Linked DNA regions of Mus musculus: regions 2 and 3 are each linked to region 1. A link is a contact called in public Hi-C and HiChIP or PLAC-seq data. All regions are on one chromosome and are shown on one strand. The core of a region is the stretch at or near the end of the contact, and the rest is flanking DNA. Distances in the headings are between cores, read along the strand shown.

Region 1 (4,404 bases), core at 670-3,169:
GGTCTCCTTTCTAGAGTATGTTTAAATGGTAAGAATCAAGTCTGTGAGTGAGAAATAATCCAAAACAACTGGAAAAACCCATAGGTATTTCAAACTCAGTCTGTATTGAATTATGTTAAAAAAGGTTTTCCCAGATAAAAGGATGGATTTCAACAATCTGCAAGAAAAGTCTTATACAACAGATATCAAAATTAATACTCACAAGAGATCTTTTAACATTTGAAGACTCTATTTCAATTTTGACTAGAAACTGAAGAAGTATCTTAGCATCCCTAACTTGGGAAGATTTCTAAATGATTCTGAAGAGACTCCAATAGGCTATTAGTAATACAACTCAAAATGTCTTATTTTCTAAGAGGTTGGATGTGAAACAGCAATGGCAGTAACAGGGATGGGAAGATGGGCAATTTCCAAAGTGACCAGGCACCTCTGGTAACTGTTCTTGGCACGGCACTAACACAACCTGATTTTTGTTCTGCTGTGACTGGCACTAATGCCTTCCACAAACAGGTCAGTTCTGTTGCTCGTCAGACTGTTTCCTTAGCTTTCTATCTGCCACGGGAGAGCAAAGTCAGATTATGTAAATGGCATACTGACTTCAGAAATTGTCTTTTCATAAGATCACATCTCATTTGCTTTTCAGGGGTTACGTTTAAAAGCTCTGCGTTTTTTTGATAGGTATAACTAGGATTTTCATCTCCTCAGAACTAAGTCTGGTGTCCTCTCCAGTCTACTCCTAACACTATAATCTAACCACAACACTCCACTGCTTAGCAGCCTCTCAGAAAATAGTCTTTACTCCTGTTTAGCACAGGGAGTTCCTATAAAAGTGAGTCACATCCTTTCACTTCTGTACTGAGAATCTTACAAAGTCTCCCTAACTCACTCACATAAAGGCCTTGTCCCCACACAGCACGAAAACCCACACTTCTTCCTTTCTGACTCATCTGCTGTGCTCAGGCCTTCTCTGTGCTTTTAGACTATGCAAAGCATGCTCCCTGTCTCAGTATTTCTAAGTGTCCCTCTTTCTGGAATGTTCTTCTTCAAGGAACCTACTGCCTAAGCTATCTTTAACCTATCATAAACCATAACCTCTAACACTAGAACATCCAAATTCCTAAATCATGGTGATGTAAGATTTATTTAGGTTTAGCAGCCTTTTGATAGTCATCAGATCAAATGATATTCAGGAATGTCTAAAAGGCAGCTTCCACCCCCCTCTCCTCCCCCCCCCCACCCCGGTGTGTGTGTTTGTGTGTATGAGCGCGGGAATGCCTGCCTATCTGTCTGACTAATATTCGTTTCTGGGTTTCAGAAATCTATTTAAAATTAGTATTAATTATGACTCTGAAAACTGTCCAAGTGTAACTTTTCGGATGCGATACGTGCCTTGAAAAAAAACCAATAGATTATAGGTAAATGATTTAATACTTTACTTCACTCACAAAATATTATGACTTTACATCCTTTGAGTTCCCATTGGGAAAACTTAAGGCAGGAAAACTGGCTTCTACCATAAGGACAAACTTACCCCAGGAACCTAAGGAGATTTAAGGATTACAACCTGAGTGTCTGCGACGTGAGGCAGCGGCTTTGGGAATGCGCCACGTTTTACTCAGCACACTAGGAAAAGATTGCTTTGCACTGTTTTCAGCCCAGGAGAAGGCCCACGCCGTCCTCGGTCCCAGGCTGGCGTCCCGCCCCGCAAGGACGCCCCCACCCACCCACCTCTCGGGCTCCATGCCGCCGCGCGCCCTCGGGCGGCTCTGGGCCGGAAGGCCGCAGGGCTGTTGGCCCGGTGTGTAAAGAGTCTGGGGACACGCGTGACGGAGCACTCGCCCCCACCCTCCCTGGCTTCCTGCCCCTAGGGTCCACGACCCTCCTCACCACGCGCGGATCTGCACAGCGCCGGAACCCAGCCAGTCCCGCCTGCTTGAGCGCGGTCAGAGCTCTCTTGTCTTTCCATTGGGCGCAATGGTCGTCAATCACGGAAGCTGGTGGGCGGGCTTGCGCGCTGAGCGCTGCTATAGCAACCGCCTGTCGGGAGCAAACGCGGGCCGCGGAGGGGAGAGCGGCTGTTGCGCGGGCGCGGGCAGGGGCGCAGGGAGGGGATATGGTGAGTGCTGTGGGACCCTGGTGTTCTTCCCAGCTTACTGCCTTCCGTGTCAGGATCTTTAGTAGCTAAGCCAGGGAGAACAGAGATGGGTCTCCCTTTCCATTTATCCACCAACGCCTGCAGTCTATGAGGGTTGGCCCAGCGATAAAGAGATACGACCCTGGGGCACGGAGACCACTGCAGACAGACTTCAAGACAGGGAAGCGAGCATAGCAGAGGCCATCAACCTCGGGCCACCAACATCCTGCGGGCCATCAACTCAGCCGCTGAAGGAACAGGAACCACTGAGGGTCAGGGAGCCACCAACTCATCTGCTGACTGGAAGTGGGGTACCTAGCTAACCACTGATGATCAGGGGACCAGCAATTCTTTCACGGAGAGGAAGGGGCCCACTGACTCAATCCTGATGGCCAGGGGCTCATCAACTCAGGCCACTCAAAGCTAAAGGGTCACTGACTTCTTGCTGAAAAAAAAAAAAAAAAATGATGACTCAGGTGACTTCCCTAGGCTCTAGAAGACCACTCAGGCCACTCAAAGCTAAAGGGTCACTGACTTATTGCTGAAAAAAATGGTGACTCGGGTGACTGCCCTAGGCTCTAGAAGACCACTCAGGCTCATCAACTCAGGCCACTTAAAGGGTCACTGACTTCTTGCTGAAAAAAAAAATGGTGACTCAGGTGGCTGCCCTAGGCTCTAGAAGACCACTCATCAGAATCTGCAGCTCTAGAACCAAGAATCCGAAGTGACCACAGCCAATAGGCCACTTAGATCCTCAGCCACCTCCAGGGCTTCCCCACTCCACTTGCAGAGAGGAGAATCTACAGTGATTCTGTGACCTACTTTGGTGACATAAAGAAGCAAACAGCAGACAGATCCTTCATCTTCCACATGTTGGGTGTATCCGCATAATTGGTCAAACATTCTCATGCGTATCTGTGGAGCAGACGTTCACCATAACCAGGGTTTTTTACTTTTGTGTTTTTGTGGTGCAGGATGATTGTGTTCTAGTATGCATGCCCCTGTGCTGTTTGCTGCTTTGTGGGTTCTTTTCTCTTCCACTCTTTCCTACTCTTTAAACCCTCTAATGCTAGATAGGAGAGAGAGAAAAAGAGTAGAGGGGAAAGGAATGGCGTTATCATTAAACTACTTCCTACTGATTAGGGGTGTAGAGTTCTTTGGGACAAGTTTGATCTTTGCTGCCAGGATATCTAACTTCTTTGCACAGGACTACTTAACAAACCCAACCAACCAACCACCACCAACAACAACCCCACCTCTTGAGGCCTCAGCATGTGTATACCTTCTGAAAAGTTGCCAGAATTCCAAAAGTCACACATTCGAAGAAACTATCTGCAGCTGACAAAATCACACCCCTGCTAGAGCACGAGGCAAATCATAGTCAGCTGCTGTGGACAGTCTGAAGCAGCCCCATATCCCACACCTGGGATTAGAATGAAAACGTATTCCCACAACATTTCTGTGTTTTTCAAAGAAAATAAAATTCTCACTACATCAAGCAAGTACTGTGATACATGTATGAGAAGTGCACATTTCTTAAAATAATACTGTTCTCATAAGCTAACTGCACTCTGATATACCACACAGTTTTATGCTAGTTTACTTAGCTGCTTCTCCCTTCAAAAGCTCTAGTTTTAAGAGGGGGAAAATCTAAGAGAAAAAAAATGCCCACATTTTCTATCAAATTAATAATTGTGGTTAGGAATCTCGGGCAGGACTGAGAGTTCCAGGGCAGTCTGGGTGCCCTAGGGAGGCCCTGTTTCAAAAGATGGGGGAAAAGATGTTAATAACCTAAAGTATTAACAAGGGGGAAAACAAGCTCATTCTATAAAAGAAAATGGGATAACTGAATTGTCATTCTAGCTACACAGTTTTCACCCATGTGTATGCTTATTGCAGGCATCCAGCCAGCGCATAACTTTAGACCAATGGAAGAAAAAAGCAGCAAAAGTTGAACTGAATGACACCCAGAAGCAAGAAATTAAAGAGGCCTTTGACTTATTCGATATTGATGGATCTGGAACCATAGATCTGAAAGAACTGAAGGTTCTGAAATTATTTCTAAGACAATATCTTGTAACATTTTAGTTGTGTCCTTGGTTGATGAATAAGTCAAAACCCAGAATTATCAAAGTTACGTCCTCTATCTGTAAATCTTGTTTATTTTACTATTATAATGTGTGTATAGTTTTATATGCTATTAATTAGTCATTTTAAAGTTCAAAATGCGATCATGGCATTATTAAAATATGTCCCCCCCCCTCCTATTG
Region 2 (4,404 bases), core at 915-3,414, 840 kb after region 1:
GTATTTTGAAGATCCTCTCATTGCTTATTTATTTGTTTGTTTGTTTATTGCAGCACTGTGGACCAAATCCAGGGTCGTGTGCACAGTAGGAAAGCACTGGACCCCAGAGCTACATCCCCTTCCTAACTTTACTTTGGATTTTAAGTCAGAATCCCACTAAGTTCCCCAGGCTGGCTTTGAACTCCCTCTGTAGACCAGACTGACTTTGACTTTTTCATTTCCCTGACTTAGATTCCTAAGCAGCTACATCAATAGGCCTACACCCTTAGGCCTGGCTAGCCCTTTAAAGACCAAAGCATTCTTTCTGAAAGAGTCCTATGACATATTGTAATTATTTATCCAAGATCCACAGTCTAGTCTCCTGTTGGGAAGTTGATTAGCTTTTTTATTTTTTGTTAAATACAAATGTTTTGAATAAAAATAATGGAAGGGCATCTAATGTTATGAATCTCCAGAGTCTCTGCTTTTAAGTTCTTGGACAACACATCCACAGGCTGTTAGCATAGTGGCTCCAGACACCGTTCTGAAGATGTCATCTGGTGAATCACTCCCAGACTGATATGCTGAAAACCCAGCTTCCAAGATCATAGGATTGCTTTTAAGAAGCGTTAAATTATGGACATTCCACTTTGTGATTGGGAGTAATGCCCTGATAAAGGAGGCTTCAGAGGCCAGTGAGCATCTTGTGCCATGTGATGCTTCAGTGAGATGAGGTTCTCTGAGGAAGCCGACCCTCACCAGACCCTGAATGTGCAGAGCCTTGATCTTGAATTTTCCAGCTTCCAAACAGCTGAGAAATAAAATTCTATTGCTTGTAAGAAACCAAGTTACAGCATCTCGTGCTTTCTTTCACAGTGTGCCCTCTCCTCAGTGCTACGCTATATTTAGAATATTAAGGTAGGCCATTTTATGAATGTCTCCTAGGTGCTCAGAACACTCAATAGCATTCAGTCAGGCTTCCTTCCCTCTAGTAGGAAAGGCTTCTGAAAAGCCTTCTTGGGAAATAGTGTTCCTCTGCCCTCTCATGCATGAGCTCTGCCTTTCAACACGGAAAGTCAGCTTGCTCCTCCAGACTGGGGTCCAGGTGAATAAGCTAATTGTAATAGGATGTAAAGGCAACATTTGCTGGGGAAGATCAAAGGTCTGGGTCTAATAATTTATGTTACTCCTTGGCTGCAGGGCGGATCACTAGTCACTGCCAGCCGTAAGGCAGTTTTCCACAGCACTGTTAAACAGGCTTCTGCGGTCTTAACTCCAGAGAAGGAGGACACGGAGTTGAGTAGATGTAAGAAAAAAAAATACTTAGGTCAAAGACTGAAGGAGATGCTAGTAGAAAGAAAGTAGATAAGTGTGAGCGACTGAGAGATAGGTGGGCCTTAAAGGAATGCGGGGGCGAGGAGGCAGGGAAATGGTTGCATCGAAGTCATAACCGTACTTGAAGGGTCAAGTGAGAGGATCCCTTAGTGTAGGCAAACAAAACAAAACAAAACAAAAACCAAAGTAGTCTAGAAATTACAATTCCCTGGGAGAGGTGCTGGAATGTCTAAGGCTGTGGGAGCGGCTAGGTCCCCAGAGAAGGGGGCGCATGAACAGGAAAAGCAATAGGACAAGGGTACACAAGGGAAAATGGCAGGCTTCCCCTCCTCAGCGGCAGTTTTGTCTGCTTTTCCAGAAAACCATCAGTCTACCTATCAGGGCCAGACTCAGCATGTGGCAAGGCTCCCCCAACCCCCACCCTCGGTTAGCTTCTTCTTGCTCAAAAACCTGATTTTGATCCTTCTAGAACATCCGCGATCCTTTTGCAGCGTCTTTAGGCCTGGGGGCGGGCGGGGGGGGGGCGGGGAAGCTCCATCTTAGTCACCTTGCACCTGGGGTCTTTGAAGTTACAGGCTGAGTTTGGAAGTGAAACCATTTCCGCTCTGAGGCTTTGACACTGCCAGGTACAGCTCTTAAAAGAGCTGCCCATCAGCTACACGGACATCCAGAGGCAAACACTAGCACGAAACACTTGGAAAGCAGTCTGGAAAAGGTCCTCACTGTCCCATGCTTAGAGTGCGGTGCAAGACGCTGTGAGGTGCCGCTGTGACAGTCCCTAACTCTCTAGACACACCCAGACCCCTGGGCCTGCAGCGCCTCCAGCGTAGCGAAGAGTGAGCGAAAAGCCCCACGCAGGCGCAGGAGCATAGAGGCTAGGACGTGGCAGGGCGTGTCCTGATGGGGGCGCGGCCCGGGCTGGGACCTAATTAGGGAGGTGGCCATGGTAGGGGGGTGGCCTTGTCTGAGGAAAGTACCGTATCCAGGGATGTGGCAGCTGCCTGGGACAAGGCGGGGCTTATAGTGCAGCGTCTCTGGGGGCGGGACCCTGGTGGGTGTGTGATCTTGGCAGGGGCGTGGCGTGGCGGGGCCAGGTCGGGCTAGGCTGGGCTGCCCAGGGCGTTTCCGTTGCACGGAGTTGTGAAGAGTACTGCCTTGTCCTTTGGCGTGTGCATCGGTCCTGCTCTCACCCGCAGCCTGCGCTCTACTGCCTGGTAAGTGGCCGTAGTCCCGGGAGCGACTCCTCCACCAAGGGCTCAGGGCCCTTTTGGGGTCAGGGGACCAGAGCTCCAGTGACCCTGTCTCTCTTTTCCCCTCTCCCTGCAGCTCCAGTCCACTCCTGACCGACAGCATCATGGTAAGCCGTGTGACCGCGACCAGGGCGATCGGGACCCTCTCTGAAGGCAGCTGCCTTCGCAGTCTCTTGGTTTTCGCCTTTCCCATCTGTGTCCCGCTCTGTGTCCTCTCTGTGACCTCTTGGGTGTCCCCCTCCGTGTGCGCTCTCCTGTTTTCTCCCTCGCCCCGGAGTGTCCGGAACCAGCCGGTGTTTCTCCCCGGTGCATGTGAATCAGGCCGCCCCAAATCCAGAGTTGCCAAAATTAGATCCGGAGCAGGAACAGTTCTCTTGGTCATGTGAGGAGAACGCCCTTTGGCTTCCCCTATTTTTTTATTTTTCCCGCAGTTTCCTGTGTTTGAATACTGGGTGTGCGTGGGCAATCTCCATGGTGCTTCAGGGGAGCTTTTTCCAGCGCAAGGCGCAACTTATTTAACAGGAACCGACTGTGCCTTTTCTTTCTCTTTTTCTGCTAAAGGCAGTGAACCAAAAAGCTGGGTTTCCAAAGTAATGAACTGGCAAAACGAGTTCTGAATTGAATTTGCCTTGGGATTCTTTCAGAAGTTGACTTCCGAATAGGTTTTTGTTGTTGTCATTGTTTTAGGAGATCTCTTAGTATTTTTCAAGACTGTAGCAAAGAAAAGTTGATTTTTGTTTTGTTTTGTTTTGTTTTCCAAGCTAGGGTTCCTCTGTGTTGCCTTGGCTGGCCTCGAACTCACAGACTGCCTCTGCTGAGGGCTAGAACTAAAAGCCTTCACCACCACCGCCCAGCGTATGTAGTAATTTTTCAAAGCTGGTCATGTGAAGAAGTTATCATACCTAAAATATTCCGCCCTGAGGCAAAGTGGTTATACCTGGAATCCCACATCTTGGGAGGTAGAGGCAGGAGGATCAGGAGTGAAAGATCATCTTTGGTCATCAAGGGCCTTGGCTTTAACAGGCGGCCTCAACAAACAAAACAACAAAGCTTTCATCCTGAATGAAACTAATTTAATCTTGCCAATGTGACTGACCTGTTCAGAGTCTGGACAATCTTTTAAATAAGTGTTTCAGCCTACTCAGTGTGCCTGAAAACACACACACACACACACACACACACACACACACACACACACTCACACACTCGATCTCTCTCTTCCTCTCCCTCCCTCCCTCCCTCCCTCCCTCCCTCCCTCCCTCCCTCCCTTCCTCCCTCTCTCCCCTTCCCCCTTCTTCCTTCCTTCCCTCCCTTCCCTCCCTCCTTCTCTCCTTCTCCCCCTTCTTCCCTCCCTCCCTCCCCCCCTCCCTCCCTCCTTCCCTCCTTTCCTTCCTCCCTCCTTCCCTCCTTCCCTCCCTCCTTCCCTTTCTCACCAGTTAACTAGCTTGCTTGCTTTAGTACCATTGGATAAGATTTCATGACTCTTCCCAAGAGGCTGTGGAGGGATTAAGATGATTTGGTAACGCTATTGAGTTTATACAGTGTACAGTGTTGCCATTCTCTGGGTTTGCACATGAATAGATAGTTTGCTCATATTACCTCAAGGGGACCTTGGATTTAGGTTCTTCAGCAATAAAGTGCATTTTTTTTTTTTTTTTGTGGGATTAGCTTTACTCCTCTGAGGAGTTTATTTTCATATGTTGGTGTGGTGATAGACATGGTGATTATCAAGCCTCATAGAACAACCCCTCCATCCTTGCCTATTTGGCTTACTCTTAAATAGCTTGTAAATTTCCCAGGGATGTCTCCAGTGTTTTGGTTTTGACAAGGTCCTGATGTG
Region 3 (4,404 bases), core at 1,370-3,869, 620 kb after region 1:
AGACAGGTCAAAGGGAAGGATATGTGAGGACACAGGGCAAAGACCTCCTCACCCCGCCCGCCCCCCCCCCAAGCCAAGAAGAGAGGACACAGAAGATAAGTCTGCTCACACTTAGAACTTGGACTTTCAGCCCCTGATATGAGACAATACATTTTGGTTGTTTAAGCCACTCCATCTTTGAAATGTTGCTATGGTAGACTCTGTTAACAAATACTTGGGACTCCTGCACCCCCAGAGCCTTAGAAGACCAGGTCATGAATTTGATGTGTAAATTTTAGAAACCCGTGAACTTGTCAACTCATTCAGCATGTGCTGTCTTCATCCTGTGCACAATGGACTCGGTTAAATGGCAATGACAGAAGATGGGTTTTTCAAATAGCAAAACCAAGAAGGAACGTGAAGTTCAAACAGGAGACCAGCACACAGGAGTTAACTTGAAGGATGGGATCTCATACACAAGAGACACTCAGGATCTCCTGGATCTCTTGGGACTCCAGATGGACATCAGAGACTGTCAGACTAGAGGCCACCTCTCTCTGGCTCTTTGGGGGAGAATAGAAGGTGGGTGAATAATAAGACAGTTCAGTGTAGGTAAATGACACAGAGACAGGGAAACGGGAAAGTGACCTTGATGTTGGTGGTACAGGACAGGAGTTACGTACAGATGTGTCCATTATGCAGAGCAAGAGAAGACGCTGGAGAGTTAGGGTCAAGTCACAGAAGGCTTGCATAATGTGATGGTTTGTATGAAGTAGGTGTGGCCTTGTTGGAGTGGGTGTGTCACTGTGGGTGTGGCTATAAAACCCTCATCCTAGCTGCCTGGAAGCCAGTATTCTGCTGGCAGCCTTCAGATGAAGATGTAGAACTCTCAGTTCCTCCTGCACCATGCCTGCCTGGATGCTGCCATGTTCCCACCTTGATGATAATGGACTGAACCTCTGAACCTGTAAGCCAGCCCCAATTAAATGTTATCCTTGTAAGAGTTGCCTTGGTCATGGTGTCTGTTCACAGCAATAAAACCCTAAGACACACGACAGATTTGGATTTTTAAAATGAAAGCAGGAGTCACCAGTGGGTTTGTTTTGTTTGTTTGCTTGTTTGTTGGTTTTAATAGAGAACAGTCATGATCAGACTTTGTTTGAACAAAATCTCCATCTTAGGGAAGAGGTATGCTACAGAAGCCGGGAGGACCACGAGAGCCTGGCTGGAGGTAGAGCTACTGAAGTGCACAGGGGGTCTTCTGTGAAGTCTCTTCAAAGATGGAATCAAAGGGGATCTGGTAACTCGGTTGTGGAAATTAACACTTTCCTATGAAGTAGCACATGAAGCAATTTCCAAACGTTCCCATCTTCCCGAAGCAGGGATCAAAAAACGCCAGTGCTTCCTTGAACCTTTGCTTGCATACTGCCAGTGCAAGGGATCCACAGCACTTTATGTGCGTTTGAAGAGCTACGCGAAAGGGAGCCACAGTTCCGTACTTTTGTGTCTTGAGTTCGGAGAGAACCATTTCTCCATGAAGCACAGTAGCCACTAAATAATGCTAGCAGTGAACTAACCTCCCTTGTCTTAACCGAGCTCAGCTGGTATTTCTGTGATTTTCCCAGTATGCCTTTGCGAAGGCATCTGCCTGACTGACGTAACAGAAAGTCTTGAATACTGTTTGGGTCTGAGTGGAGTTACACCTCGGTTCTCTGCTCCCTAAAATTCTCATTGATCATACTCTGTAACCCTTCATCCCCGAAATTTGAGTGACCTTGAATTTCAAAGTGCATTCCCTTAAGTTTTAAAAATAATGGAGGAGGGGCAAGTTCCATTCCCTGCACCCTCTTTAAAACCTTCTGTGTTGGCACAAGCTGGGGAGGTAGAGATAGACAGATTTGTGGCTTGCTGGCCCACAACCTAGTCTAGTCTAATCCAGGAACCCCTAGGTTCCAGAAAAAGCTTCTGTCTCAAAAAAATAAAAACAAAACAAACAAACAAAAACCAAGGTGGATGACCTAAGGAAGACTAGCAGAGTTTGACCTCTGGTCTCTCACACCCCAGCACACATATGTGCACCTGCTGCTGTAATTTATGGAGGCCGAAACGGAAGAATTGCTGTGAGGTGTGGACCAGCCTGTGCCAGATGCTGACTTCCATGCCATCCTGGGCCACAGAATAAGACCTTGTCTCAAAAACAAACAAACAAAAAACGAACAATTTTCTCCCTTGAAAAACGCTTCTTGAAAAGTACAGAACTCGAGTTAGCATCCCACACGTTTAGAAATTGACTGGCTGTGAGGCACAGGGACCCAGGAACCGCACTTAAACCCCTGTGGATTCTGCTAAGCCTGACAATGGGAAACTAGCAATGCTTTGCTTTGAAAAATCTAGATAGCTGAGCGTGCATTAAAAAAACCTAACAGGTCGAGTATTCCATTTCCTTTCCTAGGACACTTGTGTCTACAGATGCATGAGGGTTCTGGGTCTCTGGTAAAAAAGGAGGGTGGAGGGAAGTTTCTGCTGTTTCTCAGCTCCCCACCTGCTGGTTTGTCTGATTCCTGCACAGCGCTGTCTGCGAGGGACTGGTCTCCCCTCCTCCCATCCCTCCTTCCTCCCCCCTCCTCCCTCTCCTCGCAGGGAAACCGCGCCGTCTCGCCGCGATGCTGTCGGGCCGGCAGACCGCGCACAGCCGGCAGCGCGGCCGCGGACCCCAAGCTCCGCTGCAGGTCGCGCGCTCCGCCCGGGCGTCCCCAGCTCCGCGGGCCCGGTGCTTGACCCGGGGCAGCTGGGCTGCTGACTGCGGGCGGCAGGGAGCTTGGCCGCTATGTCCACCAAGGTCAAGAAGTGCCGGGAGCCCGCGAGGGTGACCTTGCCCGCTCCGGAGGAGGAGGAGGATGGCGAGGCCGAGGGAGGCGAGTCGCAGCGCCGCCGCCGGGGCTGGAGGGGCGTCAACGGCGGGCTGGAGCCGCCCTGCCCGCGCGCGCCGCCGTCCCCGGGGCCCGACGCGTGAGTACCCGAGCGCGGCCGAGCGGGGCGGGTGGGACCAGGCTCGGGATCCGGACTGGTTAAGCGCGGCGCTAAGCGGGGCCGGGCCAGGCTCACGTGCATGCATGCACTGCCCGTGGACCATCACCGACGGCGGGGCTCGGGGAGAGAGAACGAGGCCACCTGGGCTAGGATTTGGGACTCGAACCCGGAGCTACCCGGAGGTCCTGGACCGTTTTGTGTGCACAGGACCTGCGGCTGGTCCCCCTATGCCTCTCCAGCTCGCCGTGGAGGCTGGAGGACGGGGCTCAGCGGGGCACAGTGCTGTGCGGGGTGCACTGAGTGAGATGAAAGCTTCCCTGTAGGTGTGCGTGCTCACACCCAAACCCGAGGGCAGTGGCTCTGACAGTCAGTCTCTTAGGGCCAACTTGGACGATGGGTCCCAGAAGGCTCAGGGCCGGTGACTCTTCCCCCTTCCCTCCAGTTCTGACTTTTTCCTTCTCCACGTCTCTGTTGTTTCTCTTTTCCTCTGCAAAAGTAGCAGTTAGCAACCAAATGATTGAGAAAAGAACCTGTTCATTCGAACAATACAGCGCCGGGCCAGCTTCCAGAGGCAAAGATGCTGAGGGCACTGCTCTACTTCCCTCGGCGATGCGCTGCGCGTGCGGGAAGAGTGTCCTGAGAGGAAGGGGTTGGGACGTGGGGACCCATTTCGGTCGTGGCTCCTCCGGGCCAGTGGGCTTGTGGCTTTCCTGTCGGGGGGACGGGCTCTGCAGCGCCGCCTGCTGCCCAAAGTCTGTCTGCTGCAGGATCTGTGGCTTGGGGAGGTTGGACCGGTGGAGAACTCAGGCCAGGCCAGACTGGACTTAATAGGCTGGCAGGGAACATAAACAGCAATCATTCCGGAAGGGTCCTGATTTAAAATCTGCTACGCACCCGGGAGGAAGTCAGAGACTGTGAATGGACATGGAAATGGCCCCGGAAATGGAGAGAAGGCTCATCCTTTGGTATTACATCCCTGTCAGCTCACTTCCACCCTCTAAAGTTTCACACTATCCGCTTTATTTCTGTTTCCATAAAACCCATAAACTGGGTTTTATGAACTTGTATAGTTTCTTGATTTTTATGAAATTCTTCTATTACCTTAAATAACTGGTACATAGGGAACTTGATTATCTGTGGAAGTAAGGTAGATTCGAAATTATGGCTCTCCCTTCTGAAGTTTGAAGTCAGTTACACAAAGCCCGGGAGTGAGTTCTACCAGAGGCTCACTACCTGACTGCTGAGGTCACTCCTCTGCCACATCTGGTGACTTTACACCGTGCAACAAGTGTGTGGTCTTTATTTTTAAAGTCGAGAGGGCTGGGTCACTTCATGGATCACCCCCTTTCCATTTATTTGACACTTGGTGACATCAGAAGCTGTCTTGCTACCTGC

What was found. A called contact is a pair of places that touch in the nucleus more often than the background predicts. HiChIP or PLAC-seq counts read pairs in DNA pulled down with a chosen protein or histone mark.
Region 2: a Hi-C map of CD8 T cells shows a contact between it and region 1, with 3 times the contacts expected there. The contact joins the promoter of 1810062G17Rik here to the promoter of Bbs12 in region 1. A contact is called at or near these places in 1 of 484 Hi-C or Micro-C datasets (CD8 T cells), 1 of 115 datasets of contacts at active chromatin or transcription factors (bone marrow-derived dendritic cells) and 2 of 9 other capture datasets (adipose tissue and liver).
Region 3: a contact with region 1 is called in an H3K4me3 HiChIP or PLAC-seq map of embryonic stem cells, with 7 times the contacts expected there. The contact joins the promoter of Trpc3 here to the promoter of Bbs12 in region 1. A contact is called at or near these places in 5 of 39 promoter capture datasets (the HPC-7 cell line, cranial neural crest, embryonic stem cells and 2 more), 1 of 484 Hi-C or Micro-C datasets (embryonic stem cells) and 4 of 115 datasets of contacts at active chromatin or transcription factors (astrocytes, embryonic stem cells and stem cell-derived neural progenitor cells).

Annotation. Positions count from the first base shown.
Region 1 is chr3:37,310,069-37,314,472 of GRCm38.p6, reverse strand. It overlaps Bbs12 (Bardet-Biedl syndrome 12 (human)), which reads right to left and starts at 1,919. Exons shown (of 2, transcript NM_001008502.2): 1 at 1,888-1,919. Cetn4 (centrin 4) reads left to right here and starts at 2,027. Exons shown (of 5, transcript NM_145825.2): 1 at 2,027-2,116; 2 at 4,034-4,180. The coding sequence starts at 2,114.
Region 2 is chr3:36,473,697-36,478,100 of GRCm38.p6, reverse strand. 1810062G17Rik (RIKEN cDNA 1810062G17 gene) reads right to left here and starts at 2,164. Exons shown (of 3, transcript NM_028183.1): 1 at 1,862-2,164. The coding sequence starts at 1,966. Anxa5 (annexin A5) reads left to right here and starts at 2,214. Exons shown (of 13, transcript NM_009673.2): 1 at 2,214-2,528; 2 at 2,641-2,671. The coding sequence starts at 2,669. It overlaps Mir7009 (microRNA 7009), which reads left to right and starts at 2,577; the gene lies at 2,577-2,640.
Region 3 is chr3:36,688,382-36,692,785 of GRCm38.p6, reverse strand. Trpc3 (transient receptor potential cation channel, subfamily C, member 3) reads left to right here and starts at 2,619. Exons shown (of 12, transcript NM_019510.2): 1 at 2,619-2,988. The coding sequence starts at 2,807.